Linked DNA regions of Mus musculus: region 1 is linked to region 2. Evidence: chromatin contacts called from public promoter capture Hi-C data. All regions are on one chromosome and are shown on one strand. The core of a region is the stretch at or near the end of the contact, and the rest is flanking DNA. Distances in the headings are between cores, read along the strand shown.

What was found. Promoter capture Hi-C pulls out the DNA fragments that hold promoters and counts their contacts.
Region 1: a promoter capture Hi-C map of neural stem cells shows a contact between it and region 2. The contact joins the promoter of Dhrs7c here to the promoter of Myh1 in region 2. A contact is called at or near these places in 6 of 39 promoter capture datasets (the 3T3-L1 cell line, hippocampal neurons, neural stem cells and 2 more).

What each region holds. Positions count from the first base shown.
Region 1 is chr11:67,797,019-67,802,640 of GRCm38.p6, reverse strand. It overlaps Dhrs7c (dehydrogenase/reductase (SDR family) member 7C), which reads right to left and starts at 4,370. Exons shown (of 7, transcript NM_001013013.2): 1 at 4,238-4,370; 2 at 3,862-4,021. The coding sequence starts at 4,015.
Region 2 is chr11:67,197,241-67,203,154 of GRCm38.p6, reverse strand. Myh1 (myosin, heavy polypeptide 1, skeletal muscle, adult) reads right to left here and starts at 3,053. Exons shown (of 40, transcript NM_030679.2): 1 at 3,031-3,053; 2 at 2,713-2,745; 3 at 1,070-1,313; 4 at 838-981; 5 at 566-722. The coding sequence starts at 1,273. Myh2 (myosin, heavy polypeptide 2, skeletal muscle, adult) reads right to left here. Exons shown (of 40, transcript NM_001039545.2): 40 at 5,638-5,914. The coding sequence ends at 5,767.

The DNA.
Region 1 (5,622 bases), core at 3,121-5,620, 600 kb before region 2:
GTGATCCTCCTGCTTTAGTCTCCTGAGTGCTGAGATCATGGGGTCGATGGTTAATCTTCTTGTCAGTTTGACTAGATTTGGAATCATCTAGGAGACTGAGGCACATCTCTAGGTGTGTTTCTTCGGGTGTTCATGAGAGGGATAGCTGAGGGCGACCGTCACCAGCAACGAGTGTGGCAGCACCCCATGGGCCAGAGGTTTGCAGTGAAGAAATGGGGGAAGCCACTAGAGTACCTTCATTCCTTGTCTCCACTTTCTCCTAGGTGATGATCTGAACTTAGCTCTTCTCCCTTGTCCTCTCTGTCACAAGAAACCAAATCCAACCGGCTGGGTCTTTTGTGGCAGCGTATCCACATTTCTATCCATTGATTGATTGATTGATTGATTGGTTGGTTGGTTGGACACAATATCTCAGGTAGCCCAGGCTGGTCTCAAAAAAGCCCTCTATGTAGCCGAGGGTGACCTTGAGTTCCTGATCCTCCTGCCTCCTCCCGATAGTTACTGGTGACCACATCCAGTTTTAGTTTTGTTATCAGTTCAGCTCAACATTTACCTCCTGTCAAGCATTTCAGCCCTGGCTGTGCCTTTCTCAACTAATAAACACAACTTGGGCACGTCCTTACGGATTTCCTCAGTTCTAAGATGCCAAGGAGTGTGAAGTGATTTCTGATTCCAGAGGTCCTGTTGTGGAAGGCTGCTGTGGGGGCTCTGAGATGCTCTTGCGTATGGTCCTGTTTCAGCAGTGTTAAAGAGTCTTAGGAGCTGTGGGAACACAGGCAGCGATAGTATCCAGTCAGCTCTCCCTGAAGGCCAGGTATTTTGATGGTTACTTCTGTTGCAGACCCAGTGGGTACAAGGTAACACAGCACTTGACTTGATTGACTGGTGATGGTTTGGAGCTAGGGCTAGATGTCTGGACATGGAACGTGCAGTGGTTCTCAACCTCCCTAATGCTGAGACCCTTTAATATAGTTCCTCATGCTGTGGTGATCCCCCCAACCATAAGATTATTTTCATTGCTACTTCATAACTGTAATTTGGCTACTGTGTGAATCATAATGTAAATATCTGAGCCAAGAGGTCTGGACCCACAGGTTGAGAACCACCACTTTAGTTCTACCAGCAGGGTTAATTCGGGCTCTAGGGTACCTGGGCACAATATGGGCTACGTGGAACCATTCTGTGCCCCTTACTTTTTTCTCGTCTTGAAGCTGAAGCGGAGCAGCTGGTGCCTGGGATTGCTGTCATCAGCACCACACAGAAAGCAGGCATTTATTTAAAGTCACACACACCCAGCTTCTCATGTTACTTATAAAGACTTGGACTTTATTCCTTTCTGCTTTGCATTTCTGGGGACAGGGCTGGGGAAGGTGGGAGGTACACGCTGTCAGGGAGTGGCAATAAAAGACAACAGTGATCAGAACCTTGACAGTTCAGGCTTCGTTCTTCTGCGGACACCCCGTGGTGCATTTCCTGGGGTCCTGACTTCCATGTGACTATAACCCGATGATCTTAAAAAAGTAATAAATGAGATTTTTGAAATAAATACACGGGGCTCTTACCAAAGAGAGAATAGAGGTTCCATGTAGTAACAGTACATTACAAGGACAGAGGATCCGAACAGCATCTTCAATGACAAGGTGCAGCTAATATTTGTAAGACCATCTACCCAACCACAGCAATGGGCACATTCTTTCCCTCTCCCCCCCAACCTCTGCCTCCCATCCCGAGGAACAGACAGCATAACAGACCACAGCCAGTGAACTGAATCGTGCAGAGTTCCTGACCAAATTGGAACCAAAGTGACAATCAATTAAAGCAATATTCACAAACATACTTAACTGGGTGCTTTCCCTGATTAAATGGCTTCCAAAGGCTGGTCCTTAAACACACTGGTGAGTTTATCATTATTGTGAACAAATCCTGTCAGGAGCAATTTATGGTTTGGTCCAGCTTTGGGAGGATCCATTTGGACCAGGAAGGCACAGGACAACAGCTGGGTCTGTGGTGATGGAAGTGGGAGAGGACAAGAAGCTATGGGGAAGGTGGGGTCAAGTGTGGGGGAGGGGAGTCTAGAAGCTATAACCTCTACACACTTGTACCTCATGACCTTCTTCTGCCAGTTAGGCCCTTCCTCTAGACCAGTGGTTCTCAAACTTCTTAATGCTACCACCCTTTATTACAGTTCTCTGTTGTGGTGACTACCCCAACCACAAAATTATTTTTGTTGCTACTTCATAACTGTAATTTTCCTGCTGTTACAAATCATGATGTAAATATCTGTGTTTTGCAATGGTCTCTGGGGAGGCTGTGACCCACAGATTGAGAAACACTGTGACATAACTCTAGAGACCCCACAGCTTCCAAAATAGCATTCAAAGCATGAGTCTGTGAGGGGTCCTTACAGATTCAGAACAAAATTAAAGAAACCTTTTGAGTGTTTACTAGAAGAGAAACATTGAGGTGGGTGTGGGGTATCAGGGTGAAGGACACCAGCCTTAGGTTGTGAGAAGGCAGGTCTCGGCACGGGGGGGGGGGGCACCTGAAGGGACAGAACAGATAAGGTGTCAGGGAAGGCTCCAGGGACCAGGCCTGCATCTAGACAAACAACTTGTAGAAAGTCTGTCCTATGAATAAACAGCTTCCGGTGGGCTGCTCTCATCTCTTTTCCAACAGCACTGTGGTCTTGCGACTGGTCTGATGGGCAAACTAGAGCGTCCTGGCTGGCCCTCGAGAAGGCTAAGTTTTGGGTTTGTGAATCTGTTCATCTCTTTAAAGCCAACCCTAACAAGTCAGGATAGTCTCTTAGGAAATAACTTCAGAGGACACACCCACTATGCTTAATGTCTTCACCTGCCAAGGCTGACCCAAAGCAGACACTCACTGAGACCTCACCCCGCCTGTCAGCTGGAAGACAAGCTCGCTCTGATGACTTCCAAGAGAAGAAGCAGCAGTCTCAGGGAGAAACCGCAGAGACAGGGCATAAAGGCTCTTCCAATGGCCAAGCCACGGGAGGAAGTGCTCCCACCTCCAAGACTCTAGAACCCGTGTGGACCTATTGACACCCGAGTGTCAATTGAGTGACTAGTGGCTGGGTGTGGTCTATGCTGGATTAAGTAACAAAACCTAGAGCAGAAAGTGTCATGAATTTATATAATAGGGTTAAGGTGCCGTTGTTAGGAATAACAAAATCCCGCTAAACCCAAAGGGCAGCCCAGTCACAGATGCAACAGGAAGGGCCCGGAAGACTGTCTAACTTAGAGATTGTGAATGAAAATGCTTTCAAGACTAGTAGGTGAGATGGTGGGAAGCAGTGACTGAGTGTGATGGAGAGTGTGACACATGGAGATGAGCTGGGTGAACTCTGAAAAAAAATCGTGTTCAACCTGACCATCTCTAACAACATGAGAATGGTGGCCACTGCTACTCCGACTCCCACCCTTGTGCAGATTTCTTTGTTGCTCACAACTGCATTCCAAAGTGGAGGCTGCCGTCATCCTCCATCTATCCCCTGGGACAGTCAACTCCTATAGCTGAAGACACCTGCTAGTTAAGCATTGGAACCAGAACTGGAATCCAGCATCCTACTCTGGTCTCATATACAGTACACAGCATCAACTAAGGGCTTAGCATTTCAAAATTTCTGGAAATTCCTAAGCAGTCAAACCCAATATTTTCTAACATCAAACTGTGAGTTGGCAACCCCTGCCATTCTAACCCTGCCGTTCACCTGGCAAGAAAGCTTCAGACTCCTAAACAGAAGTTGACTCCTCTCTACCAACGGATATGCCCCATCCCATCCTGCCTCCAGGTCCCCTGAGGGCAGAGATGGTTACAGGTTCCCCGGGAAAGCCAGCTTACCCTTTCCCAGTCCTGAGATGGCATCTGTGATGACCACCACTTTGTTCTGCACGGCAGACTTCGACCACAGCCTGGATGCCTCCTGGTAAATGAAGAGGAGGCCGCTGATTCCCAGCAGCAGCAGGGGTAGCATCAGGACAGCCATGAGCCCCATCTTGCTCTGCAGGACAGCGGGATGACAAAGGATTGGCTTTGCAGAGACCCTGGTTGCAACCCCCAGGGCAGGGGGAGGTTTAAGCCAACAGCATCCATTCCCTCCAAGCTCAGAGTCTCTCCTCCAGGGAGTTGGGTTCTGCAGGCTCCGGGGAGGTCCTTCCCAGCTGAGTGGCAAGGAGCATGCGAGTCCCCAAATGCTCAACAAATAGAAATTACTCACCACGTCTTCACACTGAAGGAGTCCAGGGGTCCTGCTCTCCCCTAAGGGTAATTACAAATTTAATTAAAATGGGTCTGCATTTTTGGAAGGAAAATCCATGTGTTAAGGCCACTCGCTTGGGCTCTAATGGTTATTTATAGCTCTCAGTTGTACTAAAGGGCTTTTCAGGGTAAATATAGTGTCTATTCTGATATCCAGGGACACATGCTGGCCGGGTCTGATTTCAGGGTTCTTGCCAGGACTTTTAAAGCTCTGCTGGCTGGTGGGACTATTAGAGTTTCCTCTCCGGCTTGGGCCGGGAGTCGATGCCAGGAACTCCTGGGATTGTCCGCACAAATGCCTGTGCCTTTCTTTCCTGTGAGGGGTCCCTGCAGGTGGTTCGGTCCTAGGTGGTCACTGAGCCATCTGGCTTTCCCTTCCTGAGTGGGGATGTGGAAGAGAAGCAAGGAAAGCTGGTCTGAGGGATGGAAGCTACAAAAAACCAGCCATGGCATTAAAGAGAACTGTTTAGAGCAGTGGTTCTCAACCTTCCTAATACTGCGGCCCTTTAATACAGCCCCTCACAGTGTAGTGACCCCTCCAACCATTAAATTATTTTCATTGCTACTTCATAACTTTAATTTTGCTACTGTTATGAATCATCAGGTAACTATCTATGGCTTCCCATGGTCTTAGGCCACCCCTGTGAAAGAGTCATTTGTCTCCCAGAGGGGTTACAACCCACAGGTTGAGAACCACTGGTTTCGAGCATGCTTCTTGCTTTTGTGAGTTATATGTTTCTTGTCTCTAAAATGGGGATGATAGTTTTATTTTGTAGATATGTCGGGGCACCAAAGAAGATCTTGCCTATCTTGAACCTGGCATAGATTCTGAGAGTCAAGGAGGTAACTATTGCTCTCTTTTGTAATTAAATAATTCAAGATGTTAAATAATTTAATTATATGAGGAACTCAATATGACTAAAACTATCACAACCCCAGCACGTGTGTCCAGCATCCTGTTTGTTATGTACTTATTATTTATTTATATATGTGGGTGCTTATGTGAGTATATACCACATTTGTGGGTGCCTGTGTAGTGTGTTAGATCCCCTAGAGCTGGGGTTGTGGTCACAGGTGGTTGTGAGTTATCTGACCCAGACGCCGGGAACCAAACTTGGGTCCTCTATAAGAGCAGCAAGAACTCTTATGTGCTGAACCATTTTCTCCAGCCACACGACATTTATACTGTAAAGAAAATAGAGCTGTCCAGAAAGTGAGGCTGGGGTGGGAGTAAGGATTGGGTAGGTGGTGGGTGGAGGAGGAGAGCAGCAGAAACTGCATTTCTTAGAAACCAGGAACATCCGGGAGTATTACAGACCTCATCGCTCGCTGCACTGGCATTTA
Region 2 (5,914 bases), core at 1,804-4,303:
TCTTCCTGTGGCCCCAGAATACAACCTTGTGAATGGTCTTCCTTGAATTGTTAAAGAATGATCAGGAAGACATACCTCAAAGTGAATTTTTTTTTTTGCAGGGTGAACACATCTGATTATAAGCATGAGGGATCCCAAACACCCCCTTCTCTAAGGAGAAGCCACCATCTAGGATATGATGACTTTTAAAATGGCAGTACTTCTAAAAGTAGCCAGTCCATGCAAGGAGCAAATGAAGCAGTGAGGGGGGTGGGGTCAATGACGTGATTTGCACTTCTAGTCAAGCAGTGTGTCCCTCAGTTATCATTTCTCATTATTCAATACACAAAGTAAAGCATGACTCTAGGTCGCTGAGTACCAGGGTGGAATTGCAAGTGGAGTTTAGTCCCTGGCTTGATAGTGCCTACCTCCCACCCGCCCCCCAGCTCTGCTTTTGGCAACTTTCCTAAACAATTAGAACATCATGAACAATCACAAACAACTGGTTCTTTCTTAAGGTCTTTTGGACTCTGATATTGTTGGGTTATAGGTGATAATTCATATGAAAAAAATTTGTGCCACTCACCTGTCAGCATGAACTGGTAGGCATTGTCAGAGATGGAGAAGATGTGGGGTGGGGCCTCCTGGCGCTTTTTGCCTCTGTAGGCTGCCACCACCTCTGCGTTATACACTGGCAGCCACTTGTAGGGGTTGACAGTGACGCAGAACAGGCCCGAGTAGGTCTGCATCAAGAGAGGGGACATAATTATTGAATGGGGCATTCATTATCTACTTTTAAAAAAAAAAGGAAAAAACATATTAACTCTCTTAATCAAAAGTCCAGGATAGCGAACTCACGTAGATCATCCAGGCTGCATAACGCTCTTTGAGGTTGTACAGCACAGCGGGCTCATGCAGGTGGGTCATCATGGCCATGTCCTCGATCTTGTCGTACTTGGGAGGGTTCATGGGGTAGACCTGATCATCTTTTACTGTTACAGTCTGTCCATAAACAAGAGATATTAAGTTAGGAACTAAGTCAAACTAGCCCCGCAGTGTAGTGTCCCCAGCTCTAGATGTTTTTACTCACAGTTCCGCCTTCGGTCTTGGCTGTCACCTTCCCCCCTTCCCTGCTCTGCACCGTTGCTTTTACAAAAGACTCCTTAGCATCCACCACAAACACCGATGACTTGGCGTCAAAAGGCTTGTTCTGAGCCTCGATTCGCTCCTTTTCAGACTTCCGGAGGTAAGGAGCAGCCTCCCCGAAAACGGCCATCTCGGCGTCGGAACTCATGGCTGCGGGCTATTGGTTGCAGCCCAGTGAGAGAGCCTGCCTGGCAGAGAGAGAAATGGTAGAAATTCAGAAACTATTAGAATCACATGCATTTTTTTTTTCATTCCCTGACAGTTAGGTGAATGCATTGCACTGGGCCTAACCATCTCCCTGGCTGTGGTGTGGCTGAAATGTCAGACTCCTTGTTCCTTGCCAGTGCTGACAAGTACTTAATCATGCATTTGGAAAGGAATTGTTTGTGGCTCGCCTACTGTGTGAGATGTCTACTGCTTCCTGCACCTCGTTTGTTGTATATAATTGTGATTTATATACACACAATATATAGAAGCTGCCTACCACTGGCTTCTATAAAACACAGAGGACAGGGGATGCTAAGATGTTCTCTGGCTCTTTATACTTTTCTCCTTCCCCGTTGCATTTCCAGCACCTAGCAGCAAGCAGGGAGTCCTTCTCTTTCTGGCAGCCTTCACACCTCTGAGAACACATGCTGGATGCAGAGAAGGGCTGGGAGCTGGCTGCCTCGTTAAAAAGAACAACAGAGCTAAAGTTTTAGGGTCTCTCTGGCATGTGGAGCGTTTGGGATTCCCACACTCCAGACTCAGCAGTTACAAGGATTGCACACTAGAGTAGAAAGCAGAAATGTGAAGAACCTGGTTCAGCATTAGTGTGTTAAAATGACAGTTTATTTTTCCCTCTATCTGCATTTTGACAAACTTTATTATGTTTTTTGGTGTTCTTTTACTCATACTATTTTGAATATTTCCCTCAACTTTTTCCTTTAAGGTTAACTTCTTGCCATGCACGAACTCCGTGGATAGTCATCCTATGTAATCCATATTGTAATTTTAAAAGATACCCTTTTCCGGGAAAGCTCCATTGGGAAACTTTTTTTTTCCCATTTCTCCATTCAAATTGCAATCACTGGTACCAAAATTGAAGTACTCTGTCTTGCTGAAACCGCTTTCTCACCATTTAAATTTTTATTTGACAGACTATGAGACAACATGCAGGTTTGTACTTTGGTAAGTCAAGGGTTGATCCATTCCATCTGTCCATTTAGACGTCATCTCACTGTCTCATTCATTAGTGCTAAAAAGCTGTAGCATAGAATGCTCGTGGATTTTTTTTTTCTTTTGAAAGGAGCAAACTGAGTTTGCATGTTGCAATTGCTTCAAAGACAAACTCCAAAGCTAGATATAGAAAGTCTCATGCACGGAATCCCCAGGACTCTGAGAGAGCATCACACGTGCGGCAAAGGATCTGTGTTAATGAGACCCGGTTTCCTGAGCTCCCCCTCAGAGTTTTTCAGCAGAAGCGTGATAAGCCAAGACACTGAAACGCTTTTCATTCTTCAACCCCAACAGACACTTTGCAAATACAAAAGAAGATTGCTTGCATTCAGAATGAAGAAAAAACAGGAAGGGAGGGGAAGACCTTACCTTTAGGGATGCAACTTCGACCGTGGGTCCAAACTGTAATTGAAAAAAAAAAAAAGAGAGAGAGAGAAAGAAAGAAAGAAAAAAGCTAATGCCTTCGGATTAAATGCTAGTGTCTCCCAATAAGAGCACAGTTCTTATCTGAAGGAACCAGGAAATGGCTGGGAAGACCAAGACATCTAATTACAATTGCTACAGAGTAACTTGGTGCTTCACTGAAGGAACTGCCAAGGGCAGCAGCAGCCAGGATGTGTGGCATGCACACCAGCAGCCAGGCATCCCTTCCCGTCCACACAGAGCCCTGTCCTCACACACTCTTACCTTGAAGCTTTATGAGGAAAGACAAGTCACTCTCATTCCAAGGGGTACTTTTATAGGATCAAATATGGAAAACACGTAACCTCCTCCTCTTTCTTAAAACATATTTGGCAAAATGTGTTTTTGGCAAGGAAGGTCTCCAAGCCTAATTCCCCTCATATTAAGGATGTTTGGATATAATTAGAAATATTCCCTCTCACATTGGGTTAAGTATATGAATCAATCTCCTATAAATAATTTGAGTTGTTGGTGATAGGAAAACGATCCGTCCTTGGAATAATGTAAGGTGTTGTTTCAGAGACTGCTGAGTTCTGGAATCCGTGCACTTTGTTGCCTGGAGTTCTTCTGTTTCACTGAGTGCCCTCTGTGAAGGCTCATCAGCTGCCACACAATTGCAATATTAAACCAAGGAAGCTTTCTGCTCCTCAGTGTAGCTGCAACAACTGTTGCTTCCTCCCAAGAAGACAGGTTTGGTTTGGTTTTGTTTTCAATTCATTGTCCCTTTTGAAGGATGCTTCAAAGCTTAATTTTAAAATCTGGTTGATGAAGAACAGCCAAAGAAAGACAGCTGCTTTTGTTTCCTCCAGTCAGTCACCTCTGACTCACTGTCAAATCATCCCCTACCAAATCCTGACCTACCCCCAAACCGTTGCCTAGCCACACACTCATTCTCTCACTAAAAACAAAGGAACAAATGAACAAACAACCTCAAGTTGCTTGTGAAAACCTGTTTCCTCTATGAAAATGGATGTGAGAAAATTTTTTAAAATGGGATTTCTGTCTATAAGTGCCAGTAAGTTTGACTTCTCCAGCAGCCTCGGTGGTATATATTTAAATTTTCACTTACAAATAACACCTGAACATTGTTTCCTATTTTAACTCCTGTTTGCTTTGCTGTCTGAATGGCCTGGAATCTTCTCTCCTAGCTAATGTTGCATGACTGAGACTGAGCCCCCAGGGTCTTGTTTTGCAGATTGCCATGTGTGAACGTAGGTATCTAGAGATGCAGATATGATTTCACTACTGCAAGGGACTGTGTGACCCACATTCCTCATCCTTCTAACAAAGCAACCAAGCTCAAAGAAGAGAGGACAATCTACTCTCAGAGGAGAGTCACACAGTGGTTTGGACTCTGAGCTAATTGATCTGTAGCCCAGCACTCTGGATGGTGACACTCTATCTAGAGCAGATTGAAGACACCAAGAAGGGTCTTGAAGAACTTTGCATCCGCTGGGAGCTTCCTAGACAGCTATTAGCTGCTTTGCTCCCTCAGGTACATCACTTTGCTTCTTATGTATCTGTTTCTCTATTAGATATCTGTAAAACGCGACTAACAGTTCTTAGAGCAAATGCTTTCATAATTCTCTGAATAGGATTTGATGGAAATTTTAAGATGAACTTTGGTTCTACTGGCGGGGGTGGGGGTGGGGTTACTTTTCAGAGAGGAGAAAGCGAAGCTTTGGTTTGCTGATGTTGTTGTTGTTACTACCAAGCTATAAGAGACTTAAGCATTGATAGGTGACATGGGGGGAAAAAACGAGAGAAGAGCCACTACATCGAGAAGAGCAATCCTGTGCTCTTCCACAACACCAGTACAAACCACCTTACCTGGGAAGTTGCCTCCACATGTCTTCATTTAAATCAGTTTCAGACTTGCCACTTAAGCTAAGACCTTAAGCCAAGACAATTTTCTTTTGGCTCAGTTGAGAAGTTAGCATTTAGCTTTTACCAGGTACTGTCTAGGAAGACTGTGTTTTTAGCAGTGCATCAAGGTTGTTTCCAGCTCTAATATGTTAATCTTCTAGGAAAATGTCTCAATAATCTAGATATCTAGATAGCTACTATATATGTGTGTGTGTGTGTGTGTGTGTGTGTGTGTGTGTATAAATTTGTTCCTGGTATCTTCATATTGTATCTACATGCATATGTATGCATTGAGTAAACTGCTATGAGATTCTTGGTCTAGTCTTCTTAGTCAATAACTTTATTCATACAATTATACAGGAGGCTACAAAGAATGTGAAAAATAGGCACATAACTTATTATACCAAATTATAACATAAAATAGTGTTTTCTATGTGTTCAGATTTGATAGGCATCCTACAGCTTTCACAAAAAAAAAAAAACATTATTTACAATTGATGGTTCACATGAGCTATCATGTATACTATGGGTGAATTCATGTTATTAATATTATAATGAAGAATACTTGGTGCTTGTTTTCTTTATGCAGTTATTAAACATGGAGAATTAATGACATGGTTAATGTGAACTATCTCTGTAGAAATATACTTAGCACCATTCTTTGTCTAGACCTAGAAAATCAGATTTATGTTATGGGAGGTAGAAACTTTCTGGGATTTGCCAATATGAAGATACCAGGAACAACTCGAAAGAAATAGTCATTTCTATGACTTCCAGAGTTCTGTTTATCAGAACAGGCTTTCTTGGCAAGTGACACCTTTATCAACTCAAACCATCCCAATAAACCAAAGATACATGTGAAGAAGTGTTTGTCTCTGAGTTGCAGATGGGATGTAATTATCACTGAGATGTTGCAAACGTTGACACTGCTTTAGGAAGGGGACAAAAGACAGGGCCAACCCAAGGTGATTGCTTGCAAAGGAACTTGGGCTTTTTATTTCCTTACAACAGGATGGAATAGAATCACACAGGCGCATGACCAAAGGTTTCACATTTTGTGCCTCGCTTCGGTCATTCCACAGCATCGGGACAGCCTTACTCTTCGCTTATGATTTTGGTGTGAACCTCCCGGCTCTTCACCCGCAGCTTGTTGACCTGGGACTCCGCGATGTCAGCCCGCTCCTCGGCTTCCTCCAGCTCGTGCTGGATCTTGCGGAACTTGGATAGATTTGTGTTGGATTGT